Regions from separate parts of the Mus musculus genome. Here regions 2, 3 and 4 are each linked to region 1. A link is a contact called in public Hi-C and HiChIP or PLAC-seq data. All regions are on one chromosome and are shown on one strand. The core of a region is the stretch at or near the end of the contact, and the rest is flanking DNA. Distances in the headings are between cores, read along the strand shown.

Region 1 (5,684 bases), core at 1,797-4,296:
CACTGCTACCCACTGTCCCCAGTGCTTGGGGTGTTGCAATGAAACAAGGCACTCTCCGCTCCAGCATCTTCCGAAACCCAACAATTCTGCCCGCTAGTAGAGAGCCGACAAATCTGTACTCCTGCGTGCTCTCTAGATGCCCAGCTAGTCCTCAGCTGCAACCTTGGCCACTTGACAAGGACTCACTAAGGACAGCTCCCTACTCCCAGCAGGCATTGCAGAGGAGAGGAACAAGTTTTGTTTGGTTTGGGTTTTGCCTTCTATAACTTTCGTGGAGTGTAACTCAAGCTTTAAACCATCCTGAGTGTCACAGGCACACACCTGGCCCTCTGTCAGTCTTCTCCCTAGACAGTCTGGCTCTACACAGATCTTGTCACCTTTGCTTAGTAGTGACACAAACAAAATCTTTTCTCCATTTTCCTCTCCTTTCATCTCACCATGGACTTCGGCAATACCGCAAATGCCCCCACACAACTCTTGGGGTCCCTTTTGAACGAATCCTCTTACCTCTTCTGCGAACACAGGCCTATGACCTGGAGAAATGAGTGTTGCACACCACATCTCAAACTGCCTTCCTCTCCCTCCTCATTGTTGATTCTCTCCATGAGTTCTGAGGTTCAAATCCCAGAAGGGGCTCTTCTGCACAGGTCAAATGTATATTCTCTTTCCCTTGCACGTGTCCAGCTTTGAGGAATGTCAAGGTAGCCCCTCCACTTACTTCATCCTTCTTCTCCCCGGCTTTCCCTGCCAAATCAGAAGGTAAAGTGGAAGATCACACCAACATGCCTGTCTCCTGTTGTAATTTCTCCTTTGGACACACACTGCAGCCTCAGTTGCGTGTCTTCACACCCACGGAAGCGGGGCACACAACTTCTACTACAGCCAAAAGGCTTGCCATTCCATAACACATGGGGAAAGATGGTGGTGCTGAGCCTGGCCCCCAAAGGCAGCCCTTCAGACATCCTCGGCTACACAAGCTATTGCTTAAAGAAGAACACGCCCGGCTCCTCCTAGAGTCAACTTTTGTTCTTTCAGATCTCCATCAGAATGACAACTTCTTGCATTACAGCTCCCGGTGACAAAAAAAAAAAAAAAAAAAAAAAAAAAAAGTCTAACCTCACAAAGAGCCTAAAGAAATGTACCCATCCAAATTAGTTCATTTAATTAAAAATTTTTAAAGGAGCAGATCCATCTAAGCTCATCTTGGTGAACCAACAAGTTTATTGGTGTTAATGTACAGGAACCTGGGTAAGGGATTCTTTATGGGAGCATGGATGAACATGGAGGGGCAGCAGCTTCACTGAAAACCCCCGAAGCATGGGTGACAACGCGTGAAACCTGCATCCCTAGCCTCCCACCGTCAGGTAACCTTCCAGCTTTCATACACACACACACACACACACACACACACACACACACACACACACACAACCTGGAAGGAAGGAGGAGGAAGTGGTCTAGCCAATGGCTACTCTCCCCTCTCCTCCTGCCCATGGAGTATTAACATCTCCGTTGCCATTCCACTGATCTCATGAGCCCTGCCTCAGTTTACCCATTTCATTGCCATGACTGTGGGACCAGGTCACCTCAGCCATGTGCTCCATCGCAGTGCATGGTGACATCAGGTCTGGAAGCAATCATGTCCCTACAACTTGCATGCACAGATGGGCCCCCAGCCTGAGGGTTCAGGCAGCAGCCTGTGTGATCGTGCTGCGAGCAGACCCAGCACCTCCAGGGGCCTAAACAGCCAGGGCCTACTGACATGGCACCAAGTGCCATTTGGAGAAAGTGTTTCGCCGGAGTTGTCTATAAGCCTTCTGGAAGATTCCAGTCAGATCAGGAAATTTCAGTGCCTTCAGACTGATGCCAGCAGCTCTGCACGGAGCCTGAGAGACGGGATTCATCTATTTGTGAACGCTGCAATCTGCGTGTTCTCCTGTGGCACTAGGTCTGAGTCTACTGAAAAAGCAAGGGCCCTGGGAGCACCAGTTGGAACCCACTTCCGAGGATCGCGGTTCTGCATGTTCAGACACCGTTGCCCCACTTTAACCTGTTTTTATTTTCCTCTTTATGTATGTGTAGCGTGAGCTATGATAAAAACCTATGATTAAATAAGTCCAAAGCAGTTCTTTGCTGAATATAAAGTGGGGCTTCTGTATGATCAAGAGTCACGTCAGGGTTTTATAGGCGGTGTTTTTTCTTTCTTAGAGGTGCATAAAACAACAGGCCACCTTCCAATCAACAGCATTGAACAAAGTGGCTAAAGAGTAATAGCAATGGGCCCATCAGAGAGGAGTGAGAGATGCCCAGAGCTGGGGGGAGTGGCCACAGAGAGTATCTCAGTGGACACAGTGGACACAGTGGACACAGGAAGGGATCTGTAAACCTCAATGCCTATTCAGAACTTCTCAAACTCCCGGAAGGCTGCTGCAATGAAAGGCTTCTCTTTCCCCTGGTGGGACCCATCTTCCAAACCCTCCGGAAATGTCAGACACGAGAGACCTCCCAGCTCCAATCTCTGCATGACCAGAAGTCACACAAAGGCATCCCTTATCGCCTCACTGCCCGAAAGTCCCGAGCAACACTGCAAGTCACAGAAAAGTAACAAGAGGTTTAAGATCAGGAAAGGAAGAGATAAAGCTGCCAGGACTTGTGGATAACAAGGCACCTGGGTAGGAAATGTAACCGGATCAGCAGACTGCTGGAACGGGCTACAGCTACAAGATAAAGCCACAAAGATCAATAATATTCCTGCACACCGCAGGACCCAGCCAGCAAATAAGGCCTGTTCACGACAACAGCTGAAGCAATTAAGTAGCTGAGAATTAAGCTACCAGAGAATGGCTAGGCCCTGTGAAAGGACTCAGCTGAGCAACTAAAAGGAGAAGGTGCAGTGGTCAGACATGGGGGTGGGGGAGTGGGGGGGGGCTCTGGATAGCACCGCCAACAATTGTCCCCAAATTAGTCTCTCTGTTAATGTCATTCAAATCACAGTTCCTGAAGGCTCTTTTCGGAAACTCGACAACCCTATTCTCAGCCTGCAAGGAAGAATAAAAAGCCCTTGAATGGGGAAGCTGATTGGAAAGAAGGCAGGGGAAGGGCACGCTCTGCCAGGATGGAGACAGGCTGCATAGCCATGGCAACTAAAAATAAAATGACAGAAAGCAGGCAAGGTGCCACCAAGGAGCACACTGACTCTGAACAGGCACATGAGAGCTCATGTAGGTCAGAGGGGACCCTGCACATCAGGGGGGACACAGTCGCCGGGTAAGCAGCTTGTGATGTGGAACAAAATGAAGTTGGATCCCCATGCTATACCATGTTACAAGTTGGCTACGGCTGGATTACAGCTGAGTGAGCTTTAACAAAATGTGAGAGGGCTGGGGTGGGGAACGTGGGGCAGACATGTTCTATTCATGTGATGACAGAGATCGGGGCCTAGCGACCCCCAGTCACCACTCCGCCACAGCAATAGTCAAAGTGAGCAGAACAAAGACACTGCTGGCCCTGGGACTGGGACAGCCAGGAATACAGCCTGAAGATGCTCTGACCCCAGAGACCGGCACCCAGCCTGCTGGAGAACAAGCTGCCAGGAGTCCAGGCATTGGCACCACGTCTGATCCCTTCTCCCAGATTCCCACCATCCCCTGCCAACTAAACCTTGCTACATGTACATGATGGACAGAAGCAGGAGCTAATTGTTAGAAATACTGGTTTTGTAGCCTGAGACGAGGGCCTTCACCAGGAGGTCTTGGCAGGTACCTGAAGGTCAGCTGGAGCCATTAGGGCACTTGGGTGTGGAAAACAGACAGGTTCTGACTAAAGCAGGCGCTGGTTGGGGCCAGAGGCTGCAAAGTCGTGAGAAGGCCAGCAGACTTGTTTTAGCCCAAGCGTTCCCTGGAGACCCCCTCTTCCCCCAAGGCCACCATAACCACCAGCTTCAAACAGGTTCTTTGAGGGGGAGGAGAAGCAATCTCGTTCATATAAATGTTTAACTAGGAATTAATATTTATGAGGCTCTTGAATGACGGGCTGTGGGTTTAATAAATATTAACACAGACTGGGTTTCCCTTCCCTTCCCCCTCACTTAGTGTTGATGCCTCGGTTTGTGTACCATGCATTATTCAGCCGTCCCTGAGATGGGTCCCACTCCTTGCTCCCTGGCTCCTGAGGGGAGGCCTACAGGCTTCGGGGAGAGAAGTCACCAGACTGGGGAAGTCTTCGTGTCGCCCTGTCCCCATTCGGCTCACCCTTGCCCTTTGGCCCTTATTCTAGCATAACACAGCCATTTCCACGACCGGAGGTGTCGCAGGGTCCAGCCAGTCTCAGTCACCCATTCTCCACGCCCTCAGTCCCAGGAAGACTTCCCGGGTCTGCTGGGCCTTCTGGAGCCACAGCCTGGCTTCAGAAACGGAATCCCTGAATCACTGAAAGGGCCGAGCCAGCCATGAGCACTGGTGGAGCTCGAGCGCCCCCTTGTGGCTAGTGTGCTCCCAGGTAGAAAGATGTCGGTTAGGAGACCAGGCCCGGGTTTGCAAATCTCTGCATTAGGTTCACAAATATTCACTACCCTGGCCTGGTTTCCCTCCTGGTCTGGGTTACATGAATTGGTCAGCTGAGTTGGGAACAGAGCCCAACATTCTGCCCTCTGCAGTTCCAGTTATATCTGCCAGTTTAGATGCTGTCACATCAGTGGGGCTGTTCCATTCATGAGATGACATGTGTTGGCCTTGTCTTTCCTGTTCCTTGCGAACCAAAGATGGCCTCAGCCAACCAGATCTGATCTCCCATGAAACCCTTTGAACCACCCTTCAGTAGTGTCATTTCTGAGGTGCCCTCCTCATTCCGGATGACTGTGGTCCACCAGGCCAGGTGGTGCAGCAGGTTCAATGGACTCAGGTTGACCATAGGGACAGGCACCTCCAGCCTTAGTCTCCATGGGCCCCAGGGTCCCTCACCTCATGTAAAGCAACCCACCTCACAGGCTCTTCTGCGTCCCTGTTGGTCTCCAAAAGGGGTCAGGACTAGATCAGCTTCCTACTGAACTAGCTACCACCAGCTAACGTGACCCCTCACCCTACCCCTGTCTGCTTCCAGTGACATTCTTCACAAAAATCCCGCCAGTGGAATTCCAGGCAGTTCAAGCCCCAGGGAGCCCAGTGGAGCCCTGCATTGGCCTAGGCAGTTTCTGGAGAAGTAATAGAGCCGGCAGTGAGACTAGCCACAGAGCTGGTAGTAGTTTCTGGGAAAGAAGGGGACCTAGGCTTCAACTGTCCTGAGAACGGCTTTGTGAACCAGACATCAGATCCAGCGCACTCATTCGTTTAAAATGTCAGCCCTGAGCTGGGCGTAACTATCCCTCCGTGGGTGTGGATGGGGCTACGTGTGGGTGGGGCCAAGGGGTGGGTGGGGGCATGGATGTGGGTGGGACTATGTGGGGGGACCATGTAGTAGGTGGGGTCATGGGTGTGGGTGGGGCCATGGGTGGGTGGGGCCATGAACTTCAGTCCTCAAGGGGACAGAAAGCAACACTAATGGGTAGGGCTTGGTGAACATTCCAGAAAACGACATCCTAATTGGATGATGGCCTGGTGGCAGGTCACCCATACAGAATTCCAATGTCAAAGGCAAAGACCAAAGGATAAGTACTTCGAACTGAGGCCGGAAAGGGCCAGACTAGGATG
Region 2 (5,684 bases), core at 1,967-4,466, 870 kb before region 1:
GACTCCTTTAGCTGGCTGGGACTAAGGAAACACTAGGCTCCACCCTGCAAGCACAGATGTCCTTAGATGCTCAGGCTGGACTCAGAGCCTCCCTCCCTCTCTGCCCTGTATCTTCTATGGCTCATGTTTCATCTGCTAGGTGAGATGACACAGAAGGCCAGCGCGCGCACACACACACACACACATACATACACACACACACACACTGTCCCTAGGAAAGGAGAAGCAACACTCAGAAATAGGGCAGGCCAAACCCTAGTTTATTTTCAGTGTCAGCAACAGCTTAGCCATCAAAAAAATAAACTCTACCCAGGGCGACAGAAGTCTCTACAGCGAGGCTAAGGGCTCAGCCGCCAGGCGGCAAACATCAAGGATGCATGGCGGGCACTGCCCGGTTAATAAGTTAGGAAGCGGCAGCCTGATGGTGGCGAGGGCCAGGCTTCACTTCTGGGCCGGCATGAGGTCATCGATTGCCTGACCCTGCTCCAGCCGTTGCTCCATCTCAATGAGTAGTTTCACTCCGTCCACCACCATCTGCACCAGTTCCACCTCCGAGAAGCCCAGGCGGTCAGCGTTGGAGACATCAAACACCCCACCGACAGCAGCGGTGTCCACGCCACCTGCGGTGGGACATGGGCAGGTCAGCGGGGCTGAGGACAACACCTGCACCTTCTGCCCCTCACCTGTGCCTTCTGCCCCTCACCTGTGCCTCGCTTCTGAAGCCGCAGCCGCTTGAGCACCTCCGAGAACTTCTCGTGCTTCCCCAGGTGGGGCAGCTTGATGTGCACACCTGCCCGCAGTCCGGTGCCCAGGTTGGATGGGCATGTGAGGATGTAGCCCAGGTGAGGATTCCACATGAACTCATAGTTCTTGGACTTGAAGAGAGTTTCGATCTGAAGGTGGAGAAGGGAGAGTTAAGAGAAGGAAGCCTGGCCGGAAGCCCTACGGACCCTGGGAGATGTGGGCTCTGATCTGCCCCTGATCCCTCCCCAGCACCAACGCCCCTAGTGAGGAAGCCCTGGGGAATGCCCAGGCCTGACCTGAGTGAGGCCGGTGCAGAATCGGGTGAACACTTCCTTCATGTTGCCCCCCTTCTGCATGGAGATGACTCGCAGGTGGTCCTCCTCGTTAATCCACACCAGGAAAGTCTTATTGTCATTGTGCCTAGAAGAGGGGTAAAGTCAGGCTGGAGTCCCTGCCAGAATGTGGCCTTAGATCACACCCAAGAAAGACACTATAGGTGGGTGACCTCAAACAAAATGCTTCCTCAACAAAGTGCTGGAATGTGAGCTGTCACCAAGACGCCAATCCCAGCAACAGTGGAGGAAGGCAGCTCATATACATCTCAATCACCAGTCATGTGCTGTGTGGCCCGCAAGGGTCTGGAGCCTCCAGAGCATCCCACCAGAGGAAGCACGCCTCCGCCCGCTCAGTCTGCAGGGGTAGGAGCCCTGCCCGGACGGGTGCGGAGGCTTTTGCGTCATTGGCACCTGGCACGATCCCGGCGGAATAAGGGGGTGAGAAGGTGGAGAGAAAACAAGAAGCGCCGGCTCCCAGGAGGAGGGCGGAGAACAGACGCCAAAGAGACTGGTCACCACCCTTGAGTCCCTGGAGACTGCGGCCTCCCGCAGCGCAAGGACCACAGTCATCCGCAGAACCAAGGTCACCTGGGCGGAGGGAGGCACTGCACAAACTAGGAATTCAGGGCAGGCCCCACCTTCTAGGGACTGGGGGGGGGGGGGGGCTCGTACCATATGCCACGAGCATCCGGCCAGTCCCGGGCCATGCCGGAGGCCAGCAGCAGAGGCGACACAGGCTTATCGAAGAGGAAGTGGTCGTCAATGAGCTGCTGCTGCTCCGCCTCAGTCATGCTCTTGAGCGCGTAGTACCTGCCAGACAGGTCGCCATCTAGGCTGGACAGAGCTGCGGAGTGCAGAGTTCAAGGACAGGGTGGGCGGGCGAGCAAGCCCGCCGCCCCGCCTGCAGCAGTGTGTCCCCGCGGGCGAAGGTGGGTCTTCGACCCTCAGTCCCCAGTGGGAACGCGCGCGCAGAGAAGAGCGCAGCAGCTCTGGAGGCTGTTACCCGACCCCTACCTTCTACTGCCAGCTTCTCGATGGCGCGGCGCTCCCCGCGGCTGCAGTGCGGGGGGAGACAGAAGCCGCGGATGCTGCGGCCTGTGCGCACTCGCGAGCTCAGCACGTAGTTGGGGTCCAGGTCATCGCCACCCTGGGAATACAAGGTGGTGGCTAGAGTGAGCGCCGAGACCCCTCTCCCCAGCACGCCCGGACCCTGATTCCCCGCACCTGCAGGTTGTCTGGGTTGAGGTCGGTCTTGTGCTCATCACTGGGCTGGTAGCCGCCGTGCCGCTCCTCAATAATGGGGTCGAAGAGGTCCTTGAATACGTCGTAACTCTCCTCGTCGCCCGCCACTGCACCCACAGTCATGATGTACGGGTGGCCTGGAGGAGGGGCGCGGCGACAGTGACGTCACCGTCAGGCAGGAGCAAGCCGAGGCTCTTAAGGCTAAGCGCGGAGAGGGGAACAGGGGACCCCAGCCCACCGAAGGTTCAGGGAAGAGCAGTGGGATCCTTGCCCGGGGGGCTTCTTGGGGAGGCGGAAGCCTGACGCTACAGGGGTGTGCATACCCGGATTGTCTACGCCAGTCTGAATGGCGTCGTCCAAAGTAAAGCCGCTCGGCGTGCACTTGGCACGGAGCTCGGCGTACAGCTCCGGGGTCAGCACCTTGGCCATATGGTTGTTGTGGCTGCTCAGATCAGGGAACTCATCCTCGGCCGGGAAGCGCAGCTTCTGCGTATTATGGCTGTTGGAGAAGGGCATGGCGGCGGCAGCGGGCTGCAGGGAAGAGCGGGGTCAGAGGAGATTTAAACACCGGCCGCCAGGGACCTGCAAACCACTTGGGACCCCCGAGACTTTCCCTGGACGCCACCAAGGTCAGCGAGGTCTGCATCGTCAGAGTCCAGCGCATCCCAAGTTCCCGGGCGGGTCCGATGAGCGCTCCCGGCAGCGAGGCTGCGCGTGATGCCCCGGTCCCGCACCCCACAGCGTAGAGCCCCGCAGGACTATACCCCTGGCCCTTGGACCCGCTCACCGGGATGCCGGACGAAGCAGGGGCGATGGATGCCTGTGCTTGCAGCTCCTGGCGCAGCGCAGAAGAACGACGGCTGCTCGCTGCTCCCTGAGCTCTTAAGGGGCGCGTCGCCGGCCTCCCATTGGCGGCTATTTATAGCCCATTCATTCCATTGGTCCGCGCTTTGGGGTGGTGCCGCCGCTTTGTCCGAGGCAGCAGCCCTTGACACCCCCAGCGGCCCACCCTAGCGGTCCCCAAGTCTCGACCCCGCTGCGCAGTTTGGCCACCCCGGTGGTGCTCGCACAGGATCCCTAAGACGAAACCCCAGAGCCATAGATATCCTAGACCTGCTTCACACACACTGCCGGGGGCAGGAAACTGAGTCTGGGAAGCCAGATGGCACTTGAGGCTCCTGCCTTCCCTGTCTCCTCAGGCCGACTGCGTTGTAGAGAGGGTCATGGTGAGAGTCCAGGTTTTTAACATTGGGTACAGCATCCAAACACCGCATCCAGGCCATATCCTCAAGAGCCACAGAGCCGCCGACCTTCCTCAAGGTGCCTGCGGGCATCTCCTGGGTGTTCTTGGTGCAACACCAGAGGCGCAGTCTGGCTGAGGTCCCGCCCGGAAGCACCCAGGGTGTTCTGACCTTGGGCGGGCTCTAAGGAACACCGCCAAGACCCTTGGACCCAGACCCTGAAAGATTCAAGACATTTAGTTCCTAGAGACTGTTTTTGAATCTCCAAATTCTCATCTCCTGTCCCTTTTCTCGGGGGACCGGTTTCTACCACCGCACCCACAAAGAACTCCCCAACACCGGCAGGCAAACTGGGGGTGGAGGAAGCACCAGTCAAAATTAAGCTCATTAATCAGATCCAACACATTGAAACAGTCTCTCTCCCCGTGCCACCCCCCCCCACACACACACACAGGGGAAACCTGGAATTTGACCACAGCCAGTGCCAGGTGTGAATTGGAATGTGTGAAGATAGGCGTTCGCACCTTGCCTGCTGCAGCTGCCAGCAGCTTCATCTTTTTCTGGAAAGTAATTTGGCAGTATTTGTTAAAAAATTTTTAAATTGCTCTATGACCTAGCATTCCCACTTCTAGGAATGCAGCCTACAGAAAGACGGTGTCCCTTCTCTACAAACAGATCAGGAAACGTGTAGAGGGAGAAAGTTTGGATTCGATCTGATGCTCATTAGGGAATGGTCGTGGGTAGAAAAGTGTGGTAGATGGTGCAGTTGATACAAATAGAGAGGTGAGGTCCTGCGTGGCGGCACACCCTTTCTTTTTTTCTTTTTCTTTTTTGGTTTGTTTGTTTGTTTAAGACAGGGTTTCTCTGTGTAGCCCTGGCTGTCCTGGAACTCACTCTGTAGACCAGGCTGGCCTCGAACTCAGAAATTCGCCTGCCTCTGCCTCACAAGTGCTGGGATTAAAGGCATGGGCCACCACGTCCAGCTGCAGCACACCCTTTCAATCCAAGCACGAGGAAGGCAGAGACAAGCAGATCTCTGTGAGATCCCTCAGGCAGATCCTTCCTCTAAAAAGAGAGTCCAGAACAGCCCTGTCTCAAAAAAAAATCAGTATCTGTGCTTTCATATTTAATGTTCACTCACAGCCACTCACTCACTCCTGGGCTAATAAAGCAAGAACAAGAGAAGCCTTCATCCTTGCATGTTTGACAGAATATCTTCAGTCATTTGTCTTTGACAGTTTCTCTCTCTAGCCTTGGAACTCACTTTGTAGACCAAGCAGGTCTCAGAGCTCTGCCTGCCTCTGTTTATCCACTTGTGGACTTAAAGGCATGCTCCATCCTGCTCTGAGGGATTGCAGTCCAAAGCCTAGCTTCAGAGAACTAATGGCACACTTACGCCCCAGAGGAAAAGAAGCTGAAGATGGCTTTGAGGGAGACTGCTCCCCCTGAGCCTCCAGCCACACATGAGGTGCTAGATGCAAGGAACGTGCAACAAAAAGTGCACAGGAGGCACAGGGACCCTGCCTTTCTGTGGAGGCAGGCTGCCTGGAGGAGCGAACTGTGTGAGGTATGACAGGAATTCCAGGCTGAGATAGAATGTGCAGGTGCCTGGGGAGAAGACTGGAGTGAAGAACTCGGGGCAGAAAGACTGCCTGCCTGCCTCTGCCTGGGTAGAGTTGAAAAGTCACCTCTGTTCTGTCCCCAGGGCTACTACAGAGACTCCTCCTGTTTTTCACTCACCTTGGCCAGCTTTAACCTATTGTGTTTTGAGACAAGATCCCATAAACCAGGCTCTTTCTGTCTCAGCATCCCAAGTTCTAATATGGGACTGAACCACTATGCCCAGGTCAAGCCACTTGGGGGGGGGGGTTCAAGACAGGGTTTCTCAGTATAGCCCTGGCTATCCTGGAACTCACTTTGTAGACCAGGCTGGCCTCGAACTCAGAAATCCGCCTGCCTCTGCCTCCTGAGTGCTGGGATTAAAAGTGTACGCCACCATGCCCGGCTCAAGTCACTATTTTGTAAGCCAATAAAACAACCTCACATGGGAGCTGGAGAGATAGCTCAGTGGTTAAGAGCTCCGACTGCTCTTCTGAAGGTCTTGAGTTCAAATCCCAGCAAC
Region 3 (5,684 bases), core at 2,325-4,824, 830 kb before region 1:
AGGCTAGAGTTAGAAAAGTCTAATCTGTTTCTAGACTCTCAAATTCTGCATCTAATGCTTGCACAACCCATTTAAAACTTAGGAATGCTGCCTTTTTCGTGTTCCCATTAAAAACACACAAAATAAACACAAACCACACATTGTAAGGATAATGAGCCAGATGGAAAAGGTAATGTGCTATAATGATATTCGTTTGCAACATCAAAAGCAGCAGAAATACTGAATATAATTTGATTAAATCATAAATACTGAGATTGACTATGCACATAGAAATTACATTTAGGCTCCATGAGCTGAGAGCTCTCTAAAGGAGATGAGGTGCGAACCAGCGAGATCAGCTCCTGGCCCATCAATACTCCCACTCGTCCGACTTCATGTCCAGGTAGCTGAGGATGTTCTGGGCCAGTTTCACAGCCTGTTTCCTGGCAGCCTTACACTTCTCTTCTCCCTGTGGGTCAACGGCATCCAGAGCCAGCAACTGTTTGGTCAGTAGCTCCTCCAGACGGATGTAGTTCTTATCAGTTCGGTTTCCACCAAATGAAAGGACTTCGCCCAGGATCTCAGACAGGTTCCCAAGGATCTCCCACACGGCCTTGTGTGGGGGGTGCTCCTCACATGGGAACAGCTTCCTCTTCTCGAGGGCTTCCTTCAGGTCCAGGTACGTGATCAGGATCTGCACCTCAATCACCGCCCTCCTCCTGGCCTCCCGGATGCAGGGGTTTTTCTCCAGACTCACTTCATCCAGCTGTCCGATCAAGCCCTGCAGCTCTGTCTTGGCCCTCAGGTACAACTCAGGAGGGCTCTGCGCCTGGAGAAGTTCATTTTTTATCTCTCTCATCCTCTTGAGAACATTTTCTATTTTTATAATGGAATGGTTCTGTCCCAGGTCAAATGCATGTGTACTGTCAGCTTCCTCTTCTAAGTCTAGGTATTTCAGTAATTTGTTGATATCTTCCACCACCTCCCTCCGATAATTTCTGATCTCTGTACGCCCACACACATCTAGAGCATCTAAGTCAGCAATCAGTCCTGACAGCACGCAGGATAAGTGCCTGCAAGTCTCGGAACTGTCCACGCCCATCAGAAGTGCGATCAGCGTCCCTCTGGCCTTGTTCACCTCGCACATGACAGAGTTGATTTTGGCCACTGAAGGATGCACATCCTCAGACAGTGGCAGGGACGGCTGCTTCTTCATACAGTCCTCAATAACCTCCTGTACCGCGCAGATCTTGGTGAGCGTGCGGTACCTGGCTTTCCGCAAGGAGACCTTCCCTCCGGTCTTCACGTGCGTCAGCCTCAGAATGATGTCCTGGATGCCTTCCTCAAACTCGTCAGTCACACAGTTGCCTCCGCTGTAAAAGGGCACAATCTTGTCTTTCACAAGGGCCTGAGCCTCCTTAAAGATATTCTGGATTTCGATGCGGTGTGGGTGGTTGGCATTCTGCTCCAACTCCTTGAGGAGACGTTCTGTCTCCTGTGCCGCCCGCTTCCTAGCTTGCTGGATATCTCCTTTTCCTTCCGTATCCACAGAGTCAATTTCAAAAAGTTGTTTGGTCAGAATCCTCTCCAGCCTCTTGTAGTTCTTGTCATCCGACAGGCCGCTGAAGCCGACCACTTGCGGCTCTATAGCCTTTACTTCCCGCTGGATCTCCTGAAGCCTACTAATGGAGGGGTGTTGGTTTCCCATATCCATACTTCTGTGTTCAGTTTCACAAGCACTGAAAGATAGCAAGAATGATAACGTATTAGTCTCTGCAGGACAAGAACCCACTCTAAACACTCCTTCTTAGTACACTTGTTAAAAGGGCTCATTCGGGCTGTGGAGATAATTTTTCATCAAGTGTCCAAGCTGGAATTCCAGAACACATGTGGAAAAAAAAAAGCTGGGGCGGAGCTGGAGAGAGGGCTCAGTGGTTAAAGGTGCTGGCTAGAGGACCTGGGTTTGATTACCAGCACTCACATGACAGTGCATGACCACACAGGTAACCCCAGTCCCAGGGCATCTGATTCCCTTTCTGTCTTCAGAGGCACCAGGCACACAGTGATGCACAGACATCCATGCAGGCGAAGCGCCAACGCCCATGAAGTAAAACAGAAAAGCCAGGCAAGCCAGTGCCGGGGAGACGGCGATAGATGGATCTCGTGATTCACTGGCCAGCCCAGGTTAGCCTAACCGAGGACCTTCAGGACCATGGGAAGCCCCACTTCAAAAGCCAAAGTCAAAGGACACCAAGGAAATGATGGTGGGCGGGCAGGGAGGCCAAACTCTGGCACCTGGGCATGCACCAAAATACACAAAAGGTTTCGTCAAAGGTGTAAAAGGTTGCTTGAGGAAAGGGAAGATGTGACATGTCAACTCCCTCTCCTGAAAACAGCTGGACAGGAACAAAACAAAGCAAGCTCACCGGTGTGCTGGTGTATCCCTACAATCCTAGCGTCGGGGATACAGAGGAAAGGGAACTACGAATTCAAGATCACCATGGGCTACTTGGTGACCCTAAGAATTCAAAGCAAAACGGAAATAGGGGAACACGGTAGGGATTTGAACGACAGACAGAAGGTCCTCATGATCCAGCCTGGGTGGATGTCTAGGCCTATGAATTCTGTCTTAAACCATGAGAGCGAGCTGCGTACACTGCCATTCTAGTCAACCCACCAGGTTAGCAACACAATTTCCTTAGATCCCCCCCCCCCCCATCCTAATCTACTCTCTGGAACCAGTTTGGAAGTTAACAGTAGCTCTTCCACACTCACAGGAGCACCATTCGTCCAGACAGCTAGCTAACTTTCTACTTTTCTGAAAGAGGAGCTACGAAACTTCCAAATCCTCACCCTGACTTCAAATACCCGCCGCCCAAACCTGCCGACTGCGATTAACTCGGTCACTCGCCTCCCGGTATGTGCGCTTAGAGCATTTCCCACGCTCTCAGGTTTCTGTCAAACAGCTCACTTCTGGCGGGCAGGCCACAGAACTCAGTCCCCGGGAGGGTCCAAGCCCGGCCCTCGCAGAGCTTTTACCCCGGGAGGTCTGGGCGGCGGCGGTCTTGGCTGCCGCGGGGGGCTGCGAGGTGGGAGATCGGCCCTTCACGGGGAGCGGCACCGCAGCGGTGCCCCCAGCGGCATCCCCCCTCGCCCTTCCCGGCTAGGTCTGACCCGGGCAGCCGGTGAAGGGGCCGGCGGAGGCGGCGGCAGCTACTGGCCGCGGCGGCCGCTCCCGGGTCTCGGCCCGGCCGGACGCGCCGCCGCCTGACCTCACAATGGGCGCGCGGCGGGCGCGGGCCTGCGCAGCGAGGGCGGCGGAGCGCCCGAGGCCGGGAGAACGGAGCTCGCGCCCTCGCCCCACGCTCACCTGGGCCGCACGCGCCATCGCGCCCCGCCACCTACACTTCCGCAGCGTTGTCGCCGTCCTCGCAGAGCGGGCCCGTCAGCAGTGAGCCCGGGGAAAACTTGTCCTCTCCTCGTCCCGCGCGGGCCCCGCCGCCCGGCGTCCGTCCCAGGGAATGCGCACGGTCGGCCTCGCCGCGCGTCGGCTCGGGCTTTGCGACGCCGCCGTAACGCCAACCTTTCCACTGTCGCGATCCTGCCGTACGCGCGGGCCATGGCGGCTTTGCGGCCCGGAAGCAGAGCGCTTCGCCGGCTTCTCTGCCGGTCCTTCTCCGGCGGCGGCGGCGTTAGGTTGGCCCGTGAGCGCCCTACGGATCACAGGGATGCGGCGTCCAGCCGGGTAAGCGGGACGCCGGGGGCGCTGGCAGGGAGGAAGGCCGCCGAGCAAACCCACGCCGCCTGCACCTCTCCGACGGACTGATGATCACTGCCCGGGATCCGCTGTGGAGAGCGCGAGCCTTGCTTATCCCCGAGTTAATTCCCATTTGTATTAACACAGCTCTTGAAGGGTGTTCTTTCTCATTTTCGCATCGTTAAGATTAGTGTTCGACTTAAAGCCGTGGCTGACTTCATCATCCCACTTCTGTAGACTTCGCATTGTTTGTAAACGTGCACGCGATGTCAGAGATCCACAGTGCAGGTCTGCAGCAAGAATGGGCGTGAAGCCTTTTTCAAAAAAACAATTGCTGGGCTGGAGAGATGGTTCAGCTGTTAGGAACACCGAAGACAGTAACAATGCACTCACATATATAAAACTAAATAAAGCTTTTTTTTTTTAGTCAGTTGCACTTCTTTTTTTTTTTTTTTTAAGATTTATTTATTTATTATATGTAAGTACACTGTAGCTGCCTTCAGACACTCCAGAAAAGGGAGTTCACATCTCGTTACGGATGGCTGTGAACTACCATGTGGTTGCTGGGATTTGAACTCTGGACCTTCCAAAGAGCAGTCAGGTGCCCTTACCCACTGAGCCATCTCACCAGCCCTCAGTTGCACTTCTTTGCAACAGAATGCTTTGCTTAAGGAAGGCCTAGGTTGCCAGGCGTGGTGGCCCACGCCTTAATCCCAGCACTCGGGAGGCAGAGGCAGGCAGATTTCTGAGTTTGAGGCTAGCCTGGTCTACAGAGTGAGTTCCAGGACAGGGCTACACAGAGAAACCCTGTCTCGGGAAAAAAAAAAAAAGGCCTAGGTTTAGAGTCTATCAGTCATATGAAAACGCTAAGGCTGGAGGTAAAACATTAATCAGTGGCTACTAACACTTCAATGACCACTAAGCTAGTGATAGAGACTAGAGAGCTTGGTTTAAGCAATAATGAAGAGAGGGAAGGAGGGATGAGGAGAGAGAAGAGAGATGGAGAAAATTAAGAATTGCAAAATGTGCTTGCTGTGAAAATTTTCATCTCTGCTATGCTGTGTCTCCTTGCACACTTTTAGCTTTGAAGTTCTGACTACTCCAGTTTAGATTTGTTGCCTTAGGACCCTGGCCTCTGGCTCAGTTTCCTGGCACAAGAAAAAAAACAAGCCTTCACTTCTGTCTTTAGAAAATATAACTCTAGTCCTTGGGCAGAAAAGATGAAACAGGTGCCTGAACATGCTTTGGGAGGGGAAAATTTAACTCACCCAGCAGCTTTCTCGTGGTCAGAGTTTGCCTTAACATTCATTTTTACTTTTTTAAAAATTGCAATGATTTTGTGTGATATGCCTGCGGCAGAGTTGAGAGGACAGCTTTCTGGAGAGCCTTTATCCCTTCCATGGTTGGTGCCAGGGGTGGAACTCAGGCTTTCTTATGAAACGCTTTCCCCTCTGAGCCATCTTGCCTGACCTTCGTTTCTGGTGAACTAATGCTGGAGAAGGCTAAGAAGCCCGCAGTCTTGGAAGAGTCTTGCTGGAGGCCTGGCGGCACCGCCTTCAACTGGAAAGGCAAGCTGGTCAGCATTGCAGCTTCAGGGGGGTCAGGGTTACACACACGATGAGACCCTCTCTCAAAACAAGGTACCTGGGGTCTGGATCCTCAGGGTAAACCCTTCAGCCTTTTGGAGTCTCAGGGCAAGCCTGTGCTGCTCAACTCTTGGAGAGTCGAAGAGGGAATGACTGTGGCTAGGGGGCCTGACTACCAGCCAGAGCTTGCCTAATTCTGTACTCCCTGTGCTATGGTTTTTAGGATCTAAATGACCTATTATGGTAAATATTGGGAGGCACAAAAGAAAACAGTTCTGCCTCAGGGCTGTTTCCTCTGTGTTGCTACTTTGTTTCCTGAGTTATTAAATGGCTGTAAGACGGATTGCTGTATTGCAAAGAAA
Region 4 (5,684 bases), core at 1,607-4,106, 630 kb before region 1:
AGACCAACACTACATACCACTAAGTCTCAAATATACCTGGTAGCCTATCTACCTACATGGGACAATGAACACTTGAAGGGTACCAATCCACCTGAAGAATGCTGTAAATGTATACTTTCAAAGTATTCACACAAAGTTTAGTTTTAAAAAATAGTCACTCGAGAGGCAGAGATAGGCAGGTCTCTGAGTTAGAGGCTAGCCTAATCTATAAAGGATAGCAGAGGCTACACAAAAAAGCCGTATCTTGAAAAACAACAACAAAACAGTCCACCATCACATTGATGACTTAAGGGATCACTTTTTATAATTATAGTTCAGGTGACCTCACAGTGAGGAAATGGCCCAGTGGGTGAAGGCACTGCTATCAAACCTGACAACCTGAGTTTGATCCCAGAGACCCACCCGGTGGAAGGGGAGAGCCTTCCTCTATAAGTTATCTTCTGATCTGCATACTTAATGGTGGGTACTGTGCACATACAACAAATACATGTAATTTAAAAAGTATAATTCAGATAAGCACAGCTAACAAAAAGGTATGTAGAGAACTACTTGGCTTTGTTTACTTTTATAGTACCTAAGGTATTTTATATTGCATTTGATCCTAATGTTATTAAATTCTGACAGTCCTACTGCTTTGAACAACCACAGCATAAGAACCAGTCTTCCTTTGATGATTCACTGTGATGATCAACACCAAATATACAATAAAGCCAGAAAAATCACATTTACACTTTGGATACATGGTATAAGATATTATGAAGAAGGAAAGATGTGTTGTTAAAAGTTGTATTAAATTTACAAGTACCTCCAACCTGTGTTAACAGAGGAAGGACTCAACCATACAAGTAGTATCTTTAGAGATAAAGAAGAAAATACAAAAATAAAACACAAAAAGGGATTAAGAAAAACACCATCGGTTTCTCAAAGTATCTTTAAAAAAAAAGCAGTGTTAAACTAATATAAGATCAGCTTTAAAAAGCACTATTTGAGTTTTTAAAGTAAACATCCCATTTTCAGACTAAACATTTTAAAAACAAAATTTGTTATCCTTCAACGGCATGGATAGAAGTAAAAATGTCTGCGCTAACACATGGAAAAGTAATACAAGTTTCCTAACAGAGCATTTATAATTAAACACTACACAATGAGGGATAAAACCTGCCAAACATTTGATAATCTTCAATATTACTGTAGTGTGACTGCATTATCACCGCAACTACCAGGACTTAACTGCAACGTTCCAAAACACCACAATACCTTTTCAACATGGAGCCAGTAAGAAAAGGGAAGAAATAAAGTGTATCTTGTAAAGATTAGAATCTCAAACTGAAACCCCAAAGCTATATTTAAAATGTGGTATGGCATTCTGCTCAACAATTCTGAAAAGCGTCCTGACTGATCTTCATGATGGTACTTCAAATACTGATATGTTCTTATCCCTATTTTAGAGGGAATTCAGTCTCAACTCTGTCAAGGACACAATATGAAGAGGTACCAGAACAATTATTTGACCCCAGCTCTTCTGACGCCCACTTAGTGCTCTTTCCATTACAAGGCAATCGTTTAAAAACATGCTTAGCATTCAACAAGCCTAACACCAAAGGATTTAAGGATCAAGTAGGTTAAATCTTAAAACTCCACCAACACCAGGGGTTGGAATCAGTTCAAAAGGAGGGAGAAGAGATTATCAAGAAACAGGAAATTATTTGAAGGGGTGGTGGTTTGTAAACTAATGAGCTTGGGTGCAGCATAGCAGAACGACAGTATTCAAGTAAAAATGCAGAGACATATTTCCCCTCTGAAACGTGATCTTTCCACGTAGGCTTCAATTTTTTTTTTCTGTGGATCTGGGATATATAAACTCAGTGATAGAAACACTGGCCTAGTCCTGCAAAGCCCAGGTTTGACCCCCAGCACTTCTAAAACAAGCGAACAAAAAAAAAAAAATAGATTGTGTGTTATTTTATTAGTCTGAGATTTTTTTACTCAATAGACACTCTAAAAACAACACGCCCAACTGGGTACAATCTATGTCACGTTTTTTCCCATTAATTACGACGTATACACTTCACAAAAAGCCTATTTAAAAAAGGAGAGAATTCAGCATCCACTGCTGCTTGTACCGCACGCAGGTAAAGGAAAAGGCAAAGAAGGTGGCAACCCCCAAAACGAAGGTCTTCCTGGCCAAAAGCATCCTTAAGAGCAGGACAAAGGCTCGAGTGACACACAACCGGCTCAACCTTAAGGACATAGGGACATCACGCCAGGTGGAGCAAATGTACCCACGGAGAAGCCTCGGCAAGGGGATTCCTAAGATGGCTCTCTGAATCCACGCACGGCATGCGTTCCTCCCAGTGCAGGGGAAACACATATTCCGAGCGTGCGAACACCGCACCCGGGTGCCCTCGCCGAGGAAATCGAGGCACCGGTCGCTGGCCGGGAGGGGCCGTACACGCCGCAGCCCCGCGCAGCCCGCAGCCCTGCGGAGGCCGCTCGCCCTGTCGGCGACCCCGCCCACGCTCGCTCTCTCGCCCGCCCGCTGACAGCCGCCGCCCCCACCTGCCCCTGCGCTCGCTCGCCCTGCACGCCCGCCCGCCGCTTCCTCCCTGCCGGGCCCGCCTCGCGCGGGGGCCGGGGAACGAGGCGCCGCCGCCCGCACCCACCGGCATCATCGCGGCGCCGTCCGCCGCGCCCGCGCCGCCTGACAGGACGCCGCTCCGGCCGCCTCACAGGCCTCGCACCCGCTGCGGCGCCCTGCGGCCCGGCTGCGGCGAGGCGGCAGCTGCGGAGAGCCGCGCAGCCCTCGCTCGTCCTGTCGCGCCGCCCCGCGTGCCGCGTCGCCGTCCCTCAGCCGCCGCCACCGCCTCTGCCGAAGCCGGCCGCCTTCCGCCACCCACTCGGCTCACCCCGCAGGCTGCGGAGGCCCCGCCCCACGCGTCGCTCCCCCACCCGCCTACGCCACCTATGATTGGTCCGGTGGGGGTAGGCGGGATAAGAGGGCGGGGCTTCTCCGCCGCGGCCAGGTGAGAGCGCGCTCGTGCGCGTCTGCGCTCTCGGCGGCGGGGGAGGGGCGCGCTGCGGACGCCGACCCCGCCCCTCCTCCTGCATACCAGCAAAGGGGGCGTTGGGGCGCCCAGGGACCTCCGAACCTTGTGTCTGCGAGACTTCGGCTCAGGGTCACCTCGGACGAATAGGAAGCAAAGGACAGAGAGGAAAGGGCGGCTGGGTCCGGCCCACAGTCGCGACCGGTGGAGACTCGAACCTCTCAGGTCCGAGAGGCCAGTGGCGAGCTGGCCACAGACCAACTCTGACCGTAACATATACCCTAGGTGTCCAGCGCTATGCGAGGCTACAGGCCGGATCCTATCAGGCGGGCACAGGGTGTCCCCGATGTGTCTGCATCAGCCGATTGCATACCGCTCAGTGTCCCGGGCCCCAGAGACCTGGGACTCTGCCCCCGCTTCCACCGCGGGCTGAGCCATTGAAGCCTTCCTGGACAGGACATACAGGCTCTCAGCCTCAGCCCTTCACACGATCCATCCCAAGACCGAAGGACCCATCCCCACCTGTGTCAGTATCCTTGGAGATCCAGCTGGAACGTCCCAGGGCAGAGTCCAATCTGTACCTTCAGGGTCCAGGTCTGTCCTTAGAATGCTGTCTCCTGTGTCATTTTTCCCTCCAACTAGGGAGCCTGAGTGACAGAGGGTAGAGCAGGCCCCAGAGCAGACCCTCAGCAGAGGCTGCCGGGTGGGCAGGCACCCTTTCTGAGTACTCCACATTGTGCCATTTGCCTGAACTCTGACAGATGAGACACAACGGCTGATGAGCTGCACCGGGCTTAAACTTCCATGAGATTCCAGAAACATGAAGACAGCTGGATGACCCCAAACACAGAAAGGGTAGATCACCTTGGGAAGTACCCAACCCCTGGAGAGGGCAGCAGATGTTGATCAGGGGCAGTTTATAGCCTGTCTGGTTCTCTGAGTGGCGGGAGGCTGCTGCTAAGTCGGGGCAGAGAGAGGGAGGAGGCCAGAGTTACACCAGCCCCCTTATGGGCAGCCACACCTGAGCTTAAGAGGCCATGGGGGTTAGTGATTGAGAGCGTGGACTTTCCAGTTGAACAGACTTGGTTCCACACCACTGCTGACACACCCTCGCTGTGTGATCTTCAGCGAGCTCATATCTGTCATAGGATGTGGTAGGATAATAGTACCTCTCTCTCAGGTGTGATGTATGAATACTTCGAGCAGTTTGTGACACGTGCCAGCTGCCCTGTGAATTCTGTAGTTACGTTATCGTTAGCAAGCAGGTTTGGTGTAAAAATGTCCCTAGGGTTTTAAGACTGAATACATGTGGACCATGAATGGTCAGTGACACACCCTTTCTGGGAACAGGATTGAGTGGTTTCAATCAGATGTCAAGAGACCTGGGTCCCAGTTCCAGCTCTGCTTCATTTCCTGCGAGGTCTCAGGCAGCTCATAATGTTTCTCTGAGCCTTGCATTTCCCATCTGAAGCAGAAGCAGGCTTAGATTCCATCGTCTCTGGGGCCTTCCAGTCCTGATGCACTAATGTCCCTGAGCTGTAAAGGGATAGATGCTTGTGCCCAACAAAAGACAAGCCCAGAAAAATGTCACCCACTCTCCTGAGAGGACCTTCACTACAAGATCTTACCGGAGGCGGGGGGAGGAGAAGAAGAGGTTTTAGGGGAACTGGAGAGATGACTCAGTGCCAAGAGCACTGACTGCTCTTCCACAGATTTGATCCCCAGAACCCACATGGCTGCTCACAATTCTGTGTAACTCCAGTTCCAGGGAATTACATCCTCTCTTGTCCTCTTCAAACGGGCACACACACGTGGCACACAGACATATACATAGAAACAAATACAATTTTTTTTATGTATGTATATGGTCTGTGTCTATTGATGCAAACATGCATTTATTTCATCTATAAAGTCTGTGTGTATTGATGCATACATGCATTTATTTCATCTCTAAGGTCTATGTGTATTGATGCACACATGCATCTGGAGGCTTTAGCTGCCTGGAGCTGAAGTGACAGGCGGCACTTGAGCGGCCTAACCTGAGTGCTGGGAACCTTCTCAGTTCTCTAGAAAAGCAGCAATTACCCTTAACCACTGAGCCATCTCTCAAGCCTCTTACTCTTAACCTGCAGAACTTATGGGTACAGAATGGCAGCTGCCTGGCTCTTCAGTGATGCCCCATGTGTCTTCCAGAATTGCCTCTAGGTAGTACTTACCAGGCCAGGCTGGCCAGCAGGTTCTTTCCATCCCAAAGGTCACATCATATTCAGGCCCCATCTTCTTGTGCCTCAAAAAAGACATTTATAATTGCCTCCCCACCCCATCCCTGACTTTAGCATCCACCAAGCTGCAACCATTTCCCACAACTCCTGAACACAGACACAGATTCACCATAATCCCTTTAGCATCTCCCATCGTCTACACCAGGGTTCACCAGAATCACATTAGTGGTGGAATGCAGGCATTAGGGTTTATAAGATGCCCAGATTGTGTGAGAGGTCTAGAAGAGAGTTGGTGCCAGAGAGAAGTGAGGCACGGCTGAGCTGTGACTGGTAAATCTTCAGTAGTCTTACGTCGGGATGAGGAGTCTGTGGGGCGTGTGTACTCTCCTCTGTTATGTGCCTTTCTAGTATTGTATAC

What was found. A called contact is a pair of places that touch in the nucleus more often than the background predicts. HiChIP or PLAC-seq counts read pairs in DNA pulled down with a chosen protein or histone mark.
Region 2: a contact with region 1 is called in an H3K4me3 HiChIP or PLAC-seq map of embryonic forebrain, with 3 times the contacts expected there. The contact joins the promoter of Ckb here to the enhancer-like site in region 1. A contact is called at or near these places in 3 of 39 promoter capture datasets (embryonic stem cells, frontonasal cranial neural crest and pre-B cells), 4 of 484 Hi-C or Micro-C datasets (the G1E-ER4 cell line and cortical neurons) and 5 of 115 datasets of contacts at active chromatin or transcription factors (T-cell acute lymphoblastic leukemia, embryonic forebrain, embryonic stem cells and 2 more).
Region 3: an H3K4me3 HiChIP or PLAC-seq map of forebrain shows a contact between it and region 1, with 5 times the contacts expected there. The contact joins the promoter of Coa8 here to the enhancer-like site in region 1. A contact is called at or near these places in 4 of 115 datasets of contacts at active chromatin or transcription factors (astrocytes, embryonic stem cells, forebrain and 1 more) and 1 of 9 other capture datasets (liver).
Region 4: a contact with region 1 is called in a Hi-C map of cerebral cortex, with 2.9 times the contacts expected there. The contact joins the promoter of Ppp1r13b here to the enhancer-like site in region 1. A contact is called at or near these places in 2 of 39 promoter capture datasets (embryonic stem cells and neural stem cells), 1 of 15 datasets of contacts at CTCF or cohesin (embryonic stem cells), 1 of 484 Hi-C or Micro-C datasets (cerebral cortex), 3 of 115 datasets of contacts at active chromatin or transcription factors (astrocytes and embryonic stem cells) and 1 of 9 other capture datasets (embryonic stem cells).

The regions. Positions count from the first base shown.
Region 1 is chr12:112,538,670-112,544,353 of GRCm38.p6, forward strand. No RefSeq gene overlaps it. Among named protein-coding and RNA genes, the nearest start is that of Gm40584, 5.8 kb to the left of the region's middle. Within about 2 kb of position 3,047, at least 36 of the 459 cell types and tissues checked have an H3K27ac peak or open chromatin away from gene starts, as enhancers often do. A contact at or near this core is called in cerebral cortex, cortical neurons, embryonic forebrain and 1 more, where this site is marked.
Region 2 is chr12:111,669,122-111,674,805 of GRCm38.p6, forward strand. It overlaps Ckb (creatine kinase, brain), which reads right to left and starts at 3,217. Exons shown (of 8, transcript NM_021273.4): 1 at 3,109-3,217; 2 at 2,645-2,852; 3 at 2,304-2,458; 4 at 2,094-2,226; 5 at 1,752-1,923; 6 at 1,041-1,164; 7 at 704-893; 8 at 234-620. The coding sequence starts at 2,837. The coding sequence ends at 442.
Region 3 is chr12:111,709,695-111,715,378 of GRCm38.p6, forward strand. Coa8 (cytochrome c oxidase assembly factor 8) reads left to right here and starts at 3,575. Exons shown (of 5, transcript NM_026511.2): 1 at 3,575-3,724. The coding sequence starts at 3,599. Bag5 (BCL2-associated athanogene 5) reads right to left here and starts at 3,562. Exons shown (of 2, transcript NM_027404.2): 1 at 3,350-3,562; 2 at 1-1,718. The coding sequence starts at 1,693. The coding sequence ends at 350.
Region 4 is chr12:111,905,199-111,910,882 of GRCm38.p6, forward strand. It overlaps Ppp1r13b (protein phosphatase 1, regulatory subunit 13B), which reads right to left and starts at 2,857. Exons shown (of 17, transcript NM_011625.1): 1 at 2,664-2,857. The coding sequence starts at 2,672. It overlaps Gm51962 (a long non-coding RNA gene), which reads right to left. Exons shown (of 4, transcript XR_003950155.1): 4 at 5,291-5,331.